Linked DNA regions of Sus scrofa: all the other regions are linked to region 1. Evidence: chromatin contacts called from public Hi-C and HiChIP or PLAC-seq data. All regions are on one chromosome and are shown on one strand. Each heading gives the region's core, a stretch centred on a gene start, on an enhancer-like site or on the middle of the called end of the contact. The rest is flanking DNA. Distances are from core to core; before and after follow the strand shown. Region 1 holds the start of GABARAPL2 (gamma-aminobutyric acid receptor-associated protein-like 2). Region 2 holds the start of TMEM170A (transmembrane protein 170A). Region 3 overlaps ADAT1 (tRNA-specific adenosine deaminase 1).

The links. Hi-C and Micro-C count contacts between places; a contact is called where the count stands out from the background. HiChIP or PLAC-seq counts read pairs in DNA pulled down with a chosen protein or histone mark.
Region 2: a contact with region 1 is called in an H3K27ac HiChIP or PLAC-seq map of alveolar macrophages. The contact joins the promoter of TMEM170A here to the promoter of GABARAPL2 in region 1. A contact is called at or near these places in 1 of 5 promoter capture datasets (fetal liver), 2 of 47 Hi-C or Micro-C datasets (embryonic fibroblasts and epiblast stem cells) and 2 of 2 datasets of contacts at active chromatin or transcription factors (alveolar macrophages and skeletal muscle).
Region 3: a contact with region 1 is called in a Hi-C map of skeletal muscle, with 2.8 times the contacts expected there. The contact joins the enhancer-like site here to the promoter of GABARAPL2 in region 1. A contact is called at or near these places in 5 of 47 Hi-C or Micro-C datasets (embryonic fibroblasts, epiblast stem cells, fetal heart ventricle and 2 more) and 2 of 2 datasets of contacts at active chromatin or transcription factors (alveolar macrophages and skeletal muscle).

Annotation. Positions count from the first base shown.
Region 1 is chr6:12,130,419-12,135,288 of Sscrofa11.1, reverse strand. It overlaps GABARAPL2 (gamma-aminobutyric acid receptor-associated protein-like 2), which reads left to right and starts at 2,303. Exons shown (of 4, transcript XM_003126859.5): 1 at 2,303-2,464; 2 at 2,803-2,858; 3 at 4,235-4,407. The coding sequence starts at 2,431.
Region 2 is chr6:12,193,231-12,198,100 of Sscrofa11.1, reverse strand. It overlaps TMEM170A (transmembrane protein 170A), which reads right to left and starts at 2,978. Exons shown (of 3, transcript XM_013998173.2): 1 at 2,686-2,978. The coding sequence starts at 2,818.
Region 3 is chr6:12,091,835-12,096,704 of Sscrofa11.1, reverse strand. All of the region lies in intron 8 of ADAT1 (tRNA-specific adenosine deaminase 1), which reads right to left. Among named protein-coding and RNA genes, the nearest start is that of ADAT1, 18 kb to the right of the region's middle. Within about 2 kb of position 1,979, at least 2 of the 83 cell types and tissues checked have an H3K27ac peak or open chromatin away from gene starts, as enhancers often do. A contact at or near this core is called in skeletal muscle, where this site is marked.

The DNA.
Region 1 (4,870 bases), core at 1,054-3,553:
ACCCCCTAGCCTGGTAGCCTGGGAACCTCCATATGTCGTGGGTGTGGCCCTAAAAAGAGAAAAAAAAAAAAAAGACTTAGCCCTCACAACTCATATCCAATCGATCAGCATTTTGCTGGTTCTACCTTCAAAACATATCTAGAACACAGCTGCGTCCCACCACCTCCACAGACACGTTCTTGGTCTAAGCCAACATAATCATATACCTGGGTTATTACAACAGCCTCTTAACTATTCCCTTGCTTCCATCCTCAATCCCCCAATAGTCTACTGTCTACCCAGAAGGTAGCCTGATCACTTAAAAAGGAAAATCATATCAAGGCACACTTCGGCTTAAAACCCTCCACTGAATACTCATCACATTCTAAATAAAATCCAAATTGACACAACATTGTAAATCAACTTTAATCTCTTTGAGTAAATATCTTTTAATCAATGTACTTTAATCTCTTTGATCTCACCTGCTAACACCCTCTTATTCATCAGCTCCAGGCATAAGAAGTTCCTTACTGTTCCTAGAATACTGCCTAGAATTCTTGATCTAATTAGCATTCGATTCCCACCTTCACTTTCTAGTCACCAACCATGCTTTATTTTTCTAAACAGCACTTATTATCACACACACATTTTTTTTTTATTTTTTGCTTTTTAGAGCTGCACAAACGGCTTGTGGAGGTTCCCAGGCTAGGGGTAAAATTGGAGCTACAGCTGCCGGCCTGTGCCACAGCAACACAGGATCAGAGCCAAGTCTGGGACCTACACCACAGCTTACGGCAACACCAGATCCTTCACCCACTGAGTGAGGCCCGGGATCAAACTGAAACCTCATGGTTACTAGTCAGGTTCGTTCCCACTGTGCCACATGGGAATTCCTCATATATATATTTTTGCTTTGTCCCACTAGAATGCAAACATCATAAGAACATATATGTGGTCTGTTCTGTTCATGGCTTTCCCCCAACACTTGGAATAGTGTTCCTACATGCAACAATAATCTCGAGGTATGAAATTCATAGGATTTTTCATTTCATTAAAAACAAGCAAGTCAACAAACAGCTGTTTTAGTTGCTCAGACACACAATCTTAAAATAACAAAAATACTTTTAGAATGAAGCTAGATTCCACAACATCCATAAGGAATTTCAACTGAGGAAATTGTGAATGACGATGTTCACACATGCAGGCCTTTTGGATGCATCAGACTCACAAGCATGTGGTGAGGATCATGTGCCCAATTAAGTGAATATCTTGTCAGATATGCACCAGCTCATAAACAGATGATGACCCAGGGCAGACCGTCCCATGACTCTTGGAAGAAGAAAGGAATGACGTTCCTGGAGAACCTGAAGGCGGACGCTCAGGCAGGAGACACTCACACAACCCAGGCTGTAACTGTTGAACCCCAAAGCTGAGTGCTGAAGAAACCCGCTTCATGCCTAGCTGTCAGAGGAATTTTCTGAGTCTGTCACCTCTGACTACTCCACCAGTTAAGATTAAGGGGTTTCTTTGTGATCAGCGTGATGTTATGCCCCTCAAATGCATATTTATGATACCTTTTCTTAAATGTTTATTCAGACACTATTCGTGAATAAAGCAAGGAAATGGGATTTGTTTAAACTCCATTTCCAGGTCCAATGCAACCTGTTATGGCTGTCCCCAATAATGAACCCCCCGGGGTTGTCATCAGTATCCCTCCCCATACAGTTTCCTCAAACTAGTCATACACTCCAGATTGAGCCCCCAACCTGGGAATTTCCTGGTGGCCTAGGGGTTAGGGATCCGGCGCTGTCGCTGCGGTGGCTCAGGTGGGATCCCTGGCCTTGGCTGGGAACTTCCGCATGCCGTGGGCGTGGCCAAAAAAATAAACAAAAAACCTCTCAATTTAGCCCAACCCGTTACCACTCTACACAATACCCCTCAGACTGTCAATGCCCTAAACAGACCCCCTGCCATCAGCAGCCACCAAAGACCCCTCTTCAGTCATTGATATTCTAAAATTCCCCTCTTGTCACCAACGCCCCGGTCGGACTTCTCTAACACTCCCAAGAGCCCTGTCGTATCAGCCAGACCTCCACACATCCCTTCCTGTTACCAACGTCCACCGAAACCCCGCTCTTGTTACCAATTCCTGAATATCCCCTTCCCAGTCATCAACTTCCCTTACAGACACCCCAATCGTCAACGTCACCACGGCAACTCCTCCCGCGGCCTCTCGCGGTACCCACTCCTTCCTTGCCCCACGCCTCCTGGCCCGATGCCCTGAGAAGCGGCGCCGGAAGCCCCGCCCCCGGCCGGTTGCTAGGCTCCAGCGGCCGGAAGTCCCGCCTGCCGTGTAGTCACCGCCGCCGCCGCCGCCGTCGTTGTTGTTGTGGTTGGTGCGCTGAGCTCCGCGGCTCCGAGAGCCGGCTGCGTCCTTTCCCCGCTGTCGCCATGAAGTGGATGTTCAAGGAGGACCACTCGCTGGGTAAGCGCTCGGCGTTTGGCCTGCCCGTGGGGGCTGGGGCGGCGGGTGGGCCCCCTCCCCCACTCGGGCCGCCCTAGGCTGGGCCGGGTGGGGCGGATGCCGCCCTCTGAGCTCTGGTCGCCGAGGCCCCAGCACCCCGGGCGGCTAACTATGGATTCCTCGCCGCCCTCCGCGGGCCCCGCCAGAGCCAGGGGAACGAGGACCGAGGTCGCTGGGACACCCGAACGAGGGCCGGGGGCGTGCACAGGTCACGGGGGTGGGGTGGGGTGGAGGAGGGGCGAGGGACCCGGAGGCCGGTGGGCCGGCGCGACCGTCAGCCGGGTGTGTTTTTCTCATAGAACACAGATGCGTGGAATCTGCGAAGATCCGAGCGAAATATCCCGACCGGGTTCCGGTGAGTGAACTCCCCGCCCCCTCACCTCGCTGTCACCCCTGCCGTCTTGGACCCATGATAGGGTCCCTGGCCATTCAGCAGTTGATAAGTTTAGATTCCAGTCCGGTTAGAGTAGTTGACGGGGCCTGACGGCTTAGGGACCCTCGGGCGGCGGCTTGAGGGGCTTGAGTTGGTGCTGTTCAGGATGCCTCAGTGCTGAATCTCCGGAACTAGGCCAGCGAGCTGTCTGCAGCCTCAGGGCTCCCTCGCCAATTATGTAAGAAACGATGTTCTAGGACAGGGCAACAGGTCACAGCCACTTTGGGGAATAGTGGTGGAGGGAGTCTTTCACTTTGGTTTTGGAAGGGATACTTTAGCCTTAGGACATTCATCTTTAACTTTGAGCCTCCGGCTTTACCTGACTTCTCCTTCCCTTTTCTCACCCTGACCCTGTCATCCTTTCCTGACCAAAAAAAATCTGAGGAGCCCCGTCCAGTGCCTTCCTTGTAATCAATAAAACGTATCCTATATTTCTTCCGTGTTAGGGCACATAGTTTCTTTAGTCCTTTTTGTTTTTTGTCTTTTTAGTGCTGCGCCCATGGCATATGGAGGTTCCCAGGCTAGGGGTCCAATCAGAGCTGTTGCTGCTGGCCTACACCACAGTCACAGCAACTCCAGATCTGAGCCGTGACTGTGACCTACACCACAACTCATGGCAACGCTGGATCCTTGACCTGCTGAGCAAGGCCAGGGATCGAACCTGAAACCTCGTTGTTCCTAGTCGGGTTGTTTCCACTGTGCCACGATGGAAACTCCCTGATTGGTTTTTAAAGGACATCCGGGTCTGTTATTGTAGCTCATGGCTTGTAAACAGTTCCTCTGGGGAGAGAGCAAGAGGGGTAAATTTGAAACGTAGTTCAGAGAGAAGCAACAGGCCAAATGAAGAGCTTGGTTCTTGGCTGGTTGGGATTGCCAGTCCATCCCATTAGTCCGTCCATTCTCATTTCCAGTGTTCCTTGGGATCTTATTCCCCTGTAGTGTGGGTTCACTTTGGGGTCCTGAAGTAACAGGCTGTAGAGGAAGCTCTCACCAGATAGTCTCCAGTCTGCCCAGACAAGATGTTGCAAAGCTTTTTTGTGAGGGCTGTGTTTATTTCATGCATGCTGAGATCAGGGATGAGAAAGAAAGTAATTGACCACAGAAAAGCACTTACCTTTCCCCGTAACACATATATATCAATTCTTAAGTGTGTGGTTTTTTTAAGTCGAACGTATTTTCTCATGTTTCACAGTTTCCCACCCACCTCCCTGACCACACATTGTTCATCAGCTCTCCAGTAATGCTGGGCCAGAGCCTCAGTCTAGAAATCCAGTCCCGACCTTTCTCTGCTTTTGCAGGTGATCGTGGAAAAAGTCTCAGGCTCTCAGATTGTTGACATTGACAAACGGAAATACCTGGTTCCATCTGACATCACTGTGGCTCAGTTCATGTGGATTATCAGGAAAAGGATCCAGCTTCCTTCTGAAAAGGCAATCTTCCTGTTTGTGGATAAGACAGTCCCACAGTCCAGGTGAGAGGTGTTTACTGTGTTGGCCATCTGCTTGGTTGCTTGCAGAACTCAAAACTTTGGAGGACTGAAAGCTCTTAGGGGTCTTGACTGGAAATAAGGATTTTGTGTTCCCTGACCTCAGGAGTTCAAGGAAGAGTTGCAGTAGATGGGTGTATACTTTGGGTTAAGACAATAGAGTAAGGCCTGGACTTCAAACAAACAAACAAACAAACAAAAGATGAGATTCAGCCTCAGGCGCCCAAGAATCCTTTAAAACAGTTAGGACTTATTTTGGCTTTAGCCATTTTTAGAACTGAAGCCTGAAATGAGGTTTTCTCCAAATGATCCATGAAATAAGTTCTTCCCCAGGAGCTTGTGGGCCCTGCTGAGGCTCAGTTTCAATCAACCACCCTGCCTGCTTGCTCGCTCTCCAGGCTCAGCTCTGGCCGTGGTGAGAGTGCACTGAGAGCAGCGGCCTGATCCT
Region 2 (4,870 bases), core at 1,729-4,228, 62 kb before region 1:
TAAACCTAGCGTTATTACGAGCGCCCTCGTGGCGCAGTGCGTTAAGGATCTGGCCTTTTCACTGCAGGGGCTCGAGTAGCCACTGAGGTATAGCTTTGATCCCTGGCCCAGGAACTTGCACATGCCATGGGCGTGGCCAAAAAAGAAACAAGTAAATAAATACGTAATCCTAAAAGTACAAACCGATGCTAAATGTCTCCTGGGACTTCCTTTGTGGCTCAGTGGGCTAAGGATCTGGGGTTGTCACTGCTGTGGCTTGGGTTCAGTCCCTAGCCAGGGAACGTCTACATGCCATGGGAACAACAAAAAATAAAATAAATGTCTCCTGATGTGGTGCCCTGGGAAGTGGACATCACTGGTGCAAGTAGCATTTTGAAGAAAAATATTTAATCTATTATGAAAAAACAGCTAACTCGGATTGTGGGAAATTCCATGAAACAGGGCGCCCTGACTTCAAAAAGGCATTATTCAAACAACTGGGGAAATTTAAACAAGGCCTATATGTTAGATAATATTCTATCAATGTTAAATTTCTTGGATCTGTTGTGGGATTTTTTTGGCTATGGCAGAAAATATTTTCTTTTTTTTTCCTTTTTACAGCCACACCCCTGCAGCATATGGAAGTTCCCCGACCGGGGTGGAATCAGAGCTGTAGCTGTGGCCTACAACACAGCTTGAGACAGCACCAGATTTTTAACACACTGAGCAAGGCCAGGGGTTGAACCTGCTTCTTCACAGAGACAACATTGGGCCCTTAACCCACTAAGGCACAACAGGAACTCCAAAAATGTCTTCATTTTAAATGATACATGCTGAACCATTTGGCACCAAGTGCCATTACTTCCGTAACTTCCTTTCAAAAGGCTTCACAGGAGTTCCTGTTGTGGCACAGTGGAAACAAATCCAACTAGCATCCGTGAGGATGTGGGTTGGATCCCTGGCCTCGCTCAGTGAGTTGGGGATCCAGCGTTGCAGTGAGCTGTGGTGTAGGTCGCAGACATGGCTTGGATCAAGTTGCTGTGGTGTAGGCTGGCAGCTGCAGCTCCAATTCCACCCTAGCCTGGTAACCTCCATATGCCTCAGGTGCTGCCCTCCCACCCCAAAGGCTTCCTGTGGCAAAGAGGATTAAGGGTCTGGTATTGCTTTGGCTGTAGATCACAGCTGTGTATGAAATTCGATCCCTAGCCTGTGAACTTCCACATGCGATGGGCACAGCTGAAAAAGAAGGAAAAAGGGCTCCAGAGAAAGTAAAAATGTTATGTGTGGCATATGTATTTAGAGAGAAAGTAAAATAACCAAAATATTAATAATGAATCTAAGTAAAGGGTATAAAGGTATTTGTTCTATCATTTCAATTTCTCAGTAGATTTGAAAAATTTCCAAATAAAGAATTGGGGGAAAGTAAGGAAACATACAAAAACAGACCAATCTGGTCCAGTGGTGCCTCCACACTGCATGAACATTTTGGACAGTGTCTCCAGAATATTGTCTATTTCTGCTGTTACGGTCAAATGCGATCTTAGTGCCTTTGCTACCTTTTGCCAGATTACTTCAAGCTAACAGCTGCATCTGCCCCAGCATGGTTATTATTAACTCTTTCACAAAACCCGTCCGGGAAAATACTAGGCAGGTAATACACAGCAAGTCCCTGGTGTCCGCTGAATGGCGCCAGGCAGTCGCTGCCCGGTGGATGCGAAATCACAGGTGCCTTGTTCATCACTGCAGTTAGTAACCCAACCCTCCTTCCTCGGCAGCTCTCAGGCCGGTTCTCACATTGTTTGCTAAGTCAAGATAGCCATCAGCTCTGCTGGGGAGCCCAACCTCACCCTTCAGCCACGATGGTCTCAGTCTTCTTGCCTTGAAAGGGCCGACACAGAACGGTGCCCTCTCCTCAAAGGTTTTATTTTTAGCTTTCTCTACGATTTCCCCCTCCTCTCAGCTTTCTGAGCCCGATACCATTCTATCTCGATTTGCAATTTAAAAAAAAAATCCTGATGTCAGGCCCAGCAGACGCTCCAGTGGGAGTTAAGAGTCAGAAAGAAGCTGTGTCAAAGATCTCCAAAGCCCGAGTGGGAGACTGGCAACAGGTGATTCCTAGAAAGAGAAGCTGGTGGAGGGGATGGATTTGGATATAGGTGGGAGCGATCTGCAGACAACCTCTGGGCGCAGAGGGGTTGGGCTGGACTTGAAACAAACGGAGTCTGAGTTCGGATTTACGCCCCCGCCGCCCACCACAGGCCGGGACTACGCGGCGGCCGAGCTGCGAAAGCCGGGAGGCCAGCGCCGACGAAAGGGGCCCCCCCAGCAACCCCCGCCAAAAGCGGGGATGCCCGCCTCCCGTGCCCCAGACTAGGAGGGACGGCCGCCTACAGGGCTCCCCCGAGTTCCCGTCTGAACCTGGGGCGTTTGGAAACTCCGACGAGCACAATCAGTTCTGGAGGCGGCCGAACGCCCCTCACTGACGGGTCCACCCGCGGCCGCTCCCTTCAACCTGGCCCCCAGCGCGGGCTCGGGGTGTCCTGGCCTGAGGACCCAGCTCCCGACCGAGGAAGAGGAAACCTCCTTCCAGGACGAAGACACCCCCCAGCGGGCGGAACCGCGAGGACCCCGCCTGCGCCTAGGGGAAGGGGAGCCGGGCGGCCCCGGCGGGGCGCGCAGTGCGCAGGCGCGGGGCGGGGCCGGTACCTGGGAAGGAGCAGAGAGAAGTGGAGTTGGGGCACAGGGTCCCGTTGCCCACCCGCGGCACGAGCTTCAAGCTGAGGATCTGCTGCAGGAGCCCGGCTGAACCCCCGCTGCCGCCGCTCCCCTCGTGCTCCATCCCGCCGCCATTCACCGCAGAGAGATGGGGGAAAGCACTCGAAGTGCCGTGGCTCGCTCTCACTCCTGGCTTTCTCCGCACCTCCGCTGCCTCAGCGTCACCTTCGGCCTAGGCCCTCTTCCTCCCTCCCCAACGGCCCTGCCAAGTGATGGCCCCTCCCTCCAATCACAGGGCGCCGCGGATGGCAGGGGCGGGGCGAGAGTTGTTCCCACCCCTGACGTTGCGTTTGGCTCTCCAAGACCCAGCACCAACGAGCTACGCCCCCTACTGGGGAAGTCGTTTCTGCTCCACTGGGGCGCTCTGTGTTCTGCCCCCGCCTCTGCAGCGCCACCTATAGGAAAGTAAGGGGATTTAGATAAGGAGGGAGAGAGGTATACAGCCAGTTAAGACAGACATAGAGATAGGTGGAAGGATAAATAAATACGTAGATACATATGCATCTGGCAACGAGAATAAGATGATTCAGTAGCGGTGAAAGAAGCTGGAACATGATACCTTCAATATTTGGAAGGAAAATGATATTTTGGGAGAACTTCACTTTAAACTAAAAAGCACTGTATGCAGCATGAGGAATGTGGTCAATAATATTGTAATAACTGGGGACAGGTGGTTACTAGACTTACCGTGGTGATGATTTCATAATGTATGCAAATATCAAGTCACAATGTATCTACACCTGAAACTGACACAACTGTATTTCAATAAAAAACAATTCATTAATAAGCATTGTGGGGAGTTCCTGTTGTGGCTCAGTGGTTGACAAATCAGATTAGTATCCATAAAGACACAGTTTCCATCCGTGGCCTTGCTCAGTGGGTTAAGGATCAGGCGTTGCCGTGAGCTGTGGTGGAGGTCACAGACACAGCTCGGATCCGTTGTTGCTGTGGCTGTAGCACAGGCTGGCAGCTACAGCTCTGATTCAACCCGTAGCCTGGGAACCTCCATATGCCACTGGTGCAACCCTAAAAAGACAAAAAAAGAAGCATTGTGGGAGTTTTCTTGCGGTGCAGCAGGTTAAGGATCCAAGATTATCACTGCAACTGCTTGGATCACTGTTGTGGCACTGTTGGATCCATGGCCCGGGAACTTCCACATACCTTGGGCATGGCCAAAAATAAATAAATAAATAGCAGTGTACAAAATACATATTTTCCTTTTAATTCAAGAACATTAGCAATACTGTTTCAAGAACATTAGCAATACTGTTTATTAGAGTTCCCTCCTTTTTTTTTTTTTTTTTTTTTTGGAGGTGCTGGATCCTTAATCTGCTGAGCCACAAGGGAACTCCTAGTGTTCCCTCTTGAAAGCCTTCGTTTGGATACTTTTTTTTTGGGGGGGGCGCACTTGTGGCACATGGAGGTTCCCAGGCTAGGGGTCTAATCGGAGCTGTAGCTGCCAGCCTACACCACAGCCACAGCAAAGCAGGATCTGAGCCACGTCTGCAACCTACACCACAGCTCACACCAGTACCAGATCCTTAACCCACTGAGTGGGGCCAGGGATTGAACCTGAAACCTCATGGTTCCTAGTCAGATTTGTTACAGCTAAGCCACCACGGGAACTCCTGTTTTGGAAACTTTCTAATGCCAGTTCTCTAACACTGCAACTGGGCTTTTGCAGCAACTGAGAAGCTTTTCTGAAACAATAATAGTAAATATTTTTTAAAAAGTCATGAAAACAATGCTGTTTTTGGTACATTTCCCAGACTAGCAGAGTGTATAAGTGGAAGAAACCAATTATTTTAAGGTTATATAACAATCAATCATGTAGCCCATAAGGAAACATTCTTTTGAATTTAGAAATCTCAGATTGTTGAGAACTTTTATTTTTTATTTTTTTTTTTTTACTATGCCACAGCATGCAGAAGGTCCTGGGCCAGGGATCGAACCCACAGTAACCCGAGCCACAGCAGTGGCAACACCAGATCCTTAACCTACTGAGCCACCAGGGAATTAAACACACACACACACACACACACACACTGCTAATCCCCATGATTCTTCCCTTTTGAACTGGTTGGTGTTCAATCCGTACTGTGTATGGAATGAATGA
Region 3 (4,870 bases), core at 730-3,229, 38 kb after region 1:
ATCTAATAAAAGAAAATCTACGTGAAGAAAATAATAAAATCTACTGAAATTTAAGGAGGGAAGACCTAAATAACTGCTTGTTTTAACTTTGGGGCACATCTGCCAATTTGGCACCAGGATTATAGAGAGAGATATACACCACATTCCTGGTTTGGAAGAATTAACACTGAAAGATGTTAATTCTCCACAAATTGATTTTGAGATTTAAAGTCCAAGAAAAGTCAAGACACTGTTGAAAGACAAGGCAAGGGGACTTTCCCTAACAGATACCATCTTATTATAAAACTACAGTTAATAACAGTTTGGTTTTGGGAGTTCCCATATGCCGTGGGTGTGTGGCTGTAACAAGTGGGGTGGGGGAAAGAGTATGGTTTTGGCACAAGGATAAACAAACAGACCAATGAAATAGAACTGAAATAGACTTTAAATATATATTATAAATTATGATATAATATTATATATTTACAACACAGTATTACACTATTATGTAATATTAATCTACACTATATACTATTATATAATATATAAATTATGCTATTATATAATAAATATGTAAATATATATTATACATTAAAATATACATTCTTCTTTTTTTTTTTTTTTGTCTTTTTGCCATTTCTTGGGCCGAACCCACAGCATACGGAGATTCCCAGGCTGGGGGTCTAATCGGAGCTGTAGCTGCTGCTCTACGCCACAGCCACAGAAACGCAGGATCCGAGCCGAGTCTGCAACCTACACCACAGTTCACGGCAACGCCAGGTCCTTAACCCACTGAGCAAGGCCAGGGATCGAACCCGCAACCTCTTGGTTCCTAGTTGGATTTGTTAACCACTGAGCCATGATGGGAACTCCAAAACATATATTCTAGATTTGATATGTGTTCACTTTTTCTTTGGCCTCACCTGTTGCATATAGAAGTTCCTGGGCCAGGGATTTAATCTAAGCCGTGGCTGTGACGTATGCCACAGCTTCAGCAACACTGGCTATTTAAGCCACTGTGGGACAGTGGGGACTCCTTGATATGTGTTCTCTTAAAACATGTAGATTCCAAAAAAATTACTATAGTTTCTTTTTCTGTCTTTTTTTTTTTTTAGGGCCATACCCGCAGCATAGGGAGGTTCCCAGGCTAGGGGTCGAGTCAGAGATATAGCTGCCGGCCTACACCACAGCTACAGCAACTCCAGACTCGAATCGCATCTGTGACCTACACCACATCTCAGGGCAAACCGGATCCTTAACCCACTGAGTGAGCCCAGGGATCGAACCCGCAACGTCATGGTTCCTAGTCAGATTTGTTTCCGCTGCATCATGATGGGAACTCCTGTAGTTTCTTTTTCTAAAAGAGTAGAAAATAAAATGAGTTTTTCTGACAGGGAGCTTGTATTGGACCTGAGAGCCTTTTTTATACATAACCATGCGTTGGGTCATTGCAGGTGGATGAGAAAGATGTTAGATATATGAAATCCTTGCAGGTCAAAGTACTCATATTTTTTTCCACTCAATTAACAAAGTGGCCTGATTAAACTAATAAAGACTTGCAGCTAAAGCTGAAGTAAGAAATGTCAGTTTGAGATATCAATCCCCTTGAACTGAAAATGAACTAACAAAACTATAGAACCAAAACACTGGGCAAGTGTTTAAATGAGAAAACCATTACTCAGGAACAAAACAATCTGACAGTTCAATATCAGTGAAACCTAGCCAATGGGTGGTCACCAAAGGATTGAGACGTTTGCTGTAACCCAGTGGTCACGGATGTGCATCAAGGAGAGAAGACTTGGCTCTTATCATCCCACGACCTTCCTGAAGTGTATCAAAGCATTTCATTCGTAAGAACAAGAAGCTTTAGCAACCAACCATGTCATGATCTGTATCCTGGAAATGGGATCCGCTCCAGGTTCATTAAAGGAACGTATCACTTACACCTCAATGCAAGGAGCCAAATGGACTGTATTCACCACCAACAGGTGGTGGAATGTCAAAGCCTCTAGTGTCACTGTAAGGAGCCATCAGTGATAGAGACTTTAACAGCTTCTTGAGACCAGATCTGTACATGCCATCTGCAAACGGCACCTTCTCGTGTGAATGCTTTTGATGTAAGTCATTTCATGAGTAAGGTAAGGTGCTGTAGCTATAAAGACACACTGGGAATCTCTCCTCTGCTGGAGAAGAGCTCCCTCCACAGAAGTAAGACCCTTCTCGAGACTTGTCAACAACATAACCGAGTGACCATACTAGTAATTCCTCTGTCAGAGGGACATCCAAAAATAACGACTGATGTCATCTGTGGAGCAAAATAATCTTGGTGGCTGCTAGATGCTGTGCTCCAATGAGCCCTGGTTCCTTTTAGCAGTGAGGATTACATTTTTAGATGTTAGATTTTTCCTGATGAGTTGGTTAACACTGCTGATTTGTGCATCAAAGAGCAAGGAAAGCTATACACAGAGATACATAGTTTTTTAAAGATTATACATTTACATTTCGGTCTATTCCTACCTTTATTCTTACATACTTTGACACACTGAGATTTTGCATTTTTTTTTTTGCCACACCCACAGCACATGGAAATTCCCTAGCCAGGCATTAAACTTGTGCCACAGGAGTAACTTCAGCCACTGCTGCAACAACATCAGATCCTTAATCTGCTGCACCAAAAGAAACTCCTAGATTTTTAAAAAATTTCTTAATTTTTAAGTTTTTTTTTTTTTTGATTTTTAGGGCCGCACCTGAGGCTTATGGGAGTTCCCAGGCTAGGGGTCTAACTGGAGCTACAGCTGCCGGCCTACAACACCACAGCCACAGCAATGCCAGATCTAAGCTGTCTTGGTGACCTACACCACAGCTCACGGCAACGCTGGATCCTTAACCCACAGAGAGAGCCAGGGATCAAATCTGCAACCTCATCTTTCCTGGTCAGATTCGTTTCCGTAGCGCCATGATAGGAACTCCTAGATTTTTTTTTTTTTAATCTCTTACCTTCCTCTTTTATAATCCAACGAGGCATGTAATAACCTTTCCAGGATGCTCTGGTATCTCGCCAGATGGGAAGAGGATTTGCCTCTTCAGGGCAAAGAGAATTGAAAAAGATTCACCAGTTTAGGGCAAAAGGTAAAATTAAGCATCTTGAAAATGGGGGTCCTTCATCTGATTCCTGTTATTATCTTGTTGTTTGTAATAAACATAAAGACCTAAATAAATATTACCTTTGAGTGTTGCACCAGTAATTAAATTAATTAATTAATTAATTTTGCTTTTTAGGGCCACACCCGCGGGATATGGAGGTTTCTCAGGCTAGAGGCAGAATCGGAGCTACAGCTGCTGGCCTACGCCACAGCCACAGCAACGCCAGATCTGAGCCACATCCGTGACCTACACCACAGCTCACAGCAACACCAGATGCTTAACCCACTGAGCGAGGCCAGGGATCGAACCCACAACTTCATGGTTCCTAGTCAGGTTAGTTTCCGCTGCGCCATGATAGGAACTCCGAAATCTATCTTAATGAGATGTCTACTGCAAGCCCTGCACCATGTTAGAGACACGCCCTCACTCAACTCTCACAACACTCCTGTGCGGTAGACATTCTGAGTTACCCCTGCTGTATAGTTCCTCAGAGAGGTAATGTACTGTGCCCAAGTTTACACAGCTTGGGGGGAAAGGTAGCTAGGAATTAAACAGTGGTTTCCTGAACTGCCAAGCCTCTGCTATTTCCACCATGCCCTTCCTCCTGTAAGGAGTCTGCCTTCTAAATGGAGAAACAAGAAGTTCCCATCGTGGTACAGCGGAAGTGAATCTGACTAGGAACCATAAGGTTGTGGGTTCCATCCCTGGCCTCGCTCAGTGGGTTAAGGATCTGGTGTTGCTGTGAGCTGTGGTGTAGGTTGCAGATGTGGCTCAGATCTGGCATTGCTCTGGCTCTGGCGTAGGCTGGTGGCTACAGCTCCAATTCAACCCCTAGCCTGGGAACCTCCATATGCCGCGGGAGCAGCCCTAAAAAGGACAAAAAGACAAAATAAGTGGAGAGACAATCACGTGTCAGAGACCTCAGATCATCTACCCCAACATCCTTGGTTTACAGATATGAACACGGTGGGGCCCAAAGACCTACTGGACTTGTTCAAGTTACCTGCATAATTGGAGAGAGACCCAGAGTGAGAACTTGGGGGACTCCTAATCACACAGAAAGCATTGCCATATCGGGACAGGCTGGAAAACAGCACTTGGGGAATCTACGGAGAAGATGGTAATTTTGAGCCAGAAAGCAGTAGTAACTGAGCTGGGCTTTCAAGGTTAAAGAGGATGTAGGTTCATAGTGAAGAGCATTTAGACCTGAGCAAAGCAGCAAAGTGAAGCCACAGTCAGGGGGTGGGGCCAGTATGAACGGCTGCTAGCCTGTCGCTGACAGCAGAGGCACAGCTCAGCAGGAAATGTGGTCCCTGTCCCCTGTGACCTGTCCTGCTTACACATCCGGGCCAGTGGCTAAGAGCTGGTCCCCTGAGAGATGCAGACGGTGGCCTGAAGCCAGGAGGCTCTTGGGGAAAAACTGGTTAAAAAAAATCTCTACCCCCAAATTTTACTCATTCAACAGCTAAGCCACTGGGAAGCAGGCTAGGTCTGCTGTCTAGGCTATTCGAACCCGGTTAGTGGTTGTGAAGAATAAAACTTTTTTTTTTTTCCCCGCCGCACCCAAGGCACAAGTCCCTGGGTCAGGGACTGAACCCGTGCCACAGCAGCGATAATGCTGGACCCTTAACCCGCAGTGCTACAAGAGAACTTAACAACAGAACTTGTTATAGGGGGATAATAAAGAAATGGAAAAGCCACATAGAGTGAAAGGAACTACCTGGAAATTGTGGGGGTCCTACAACAG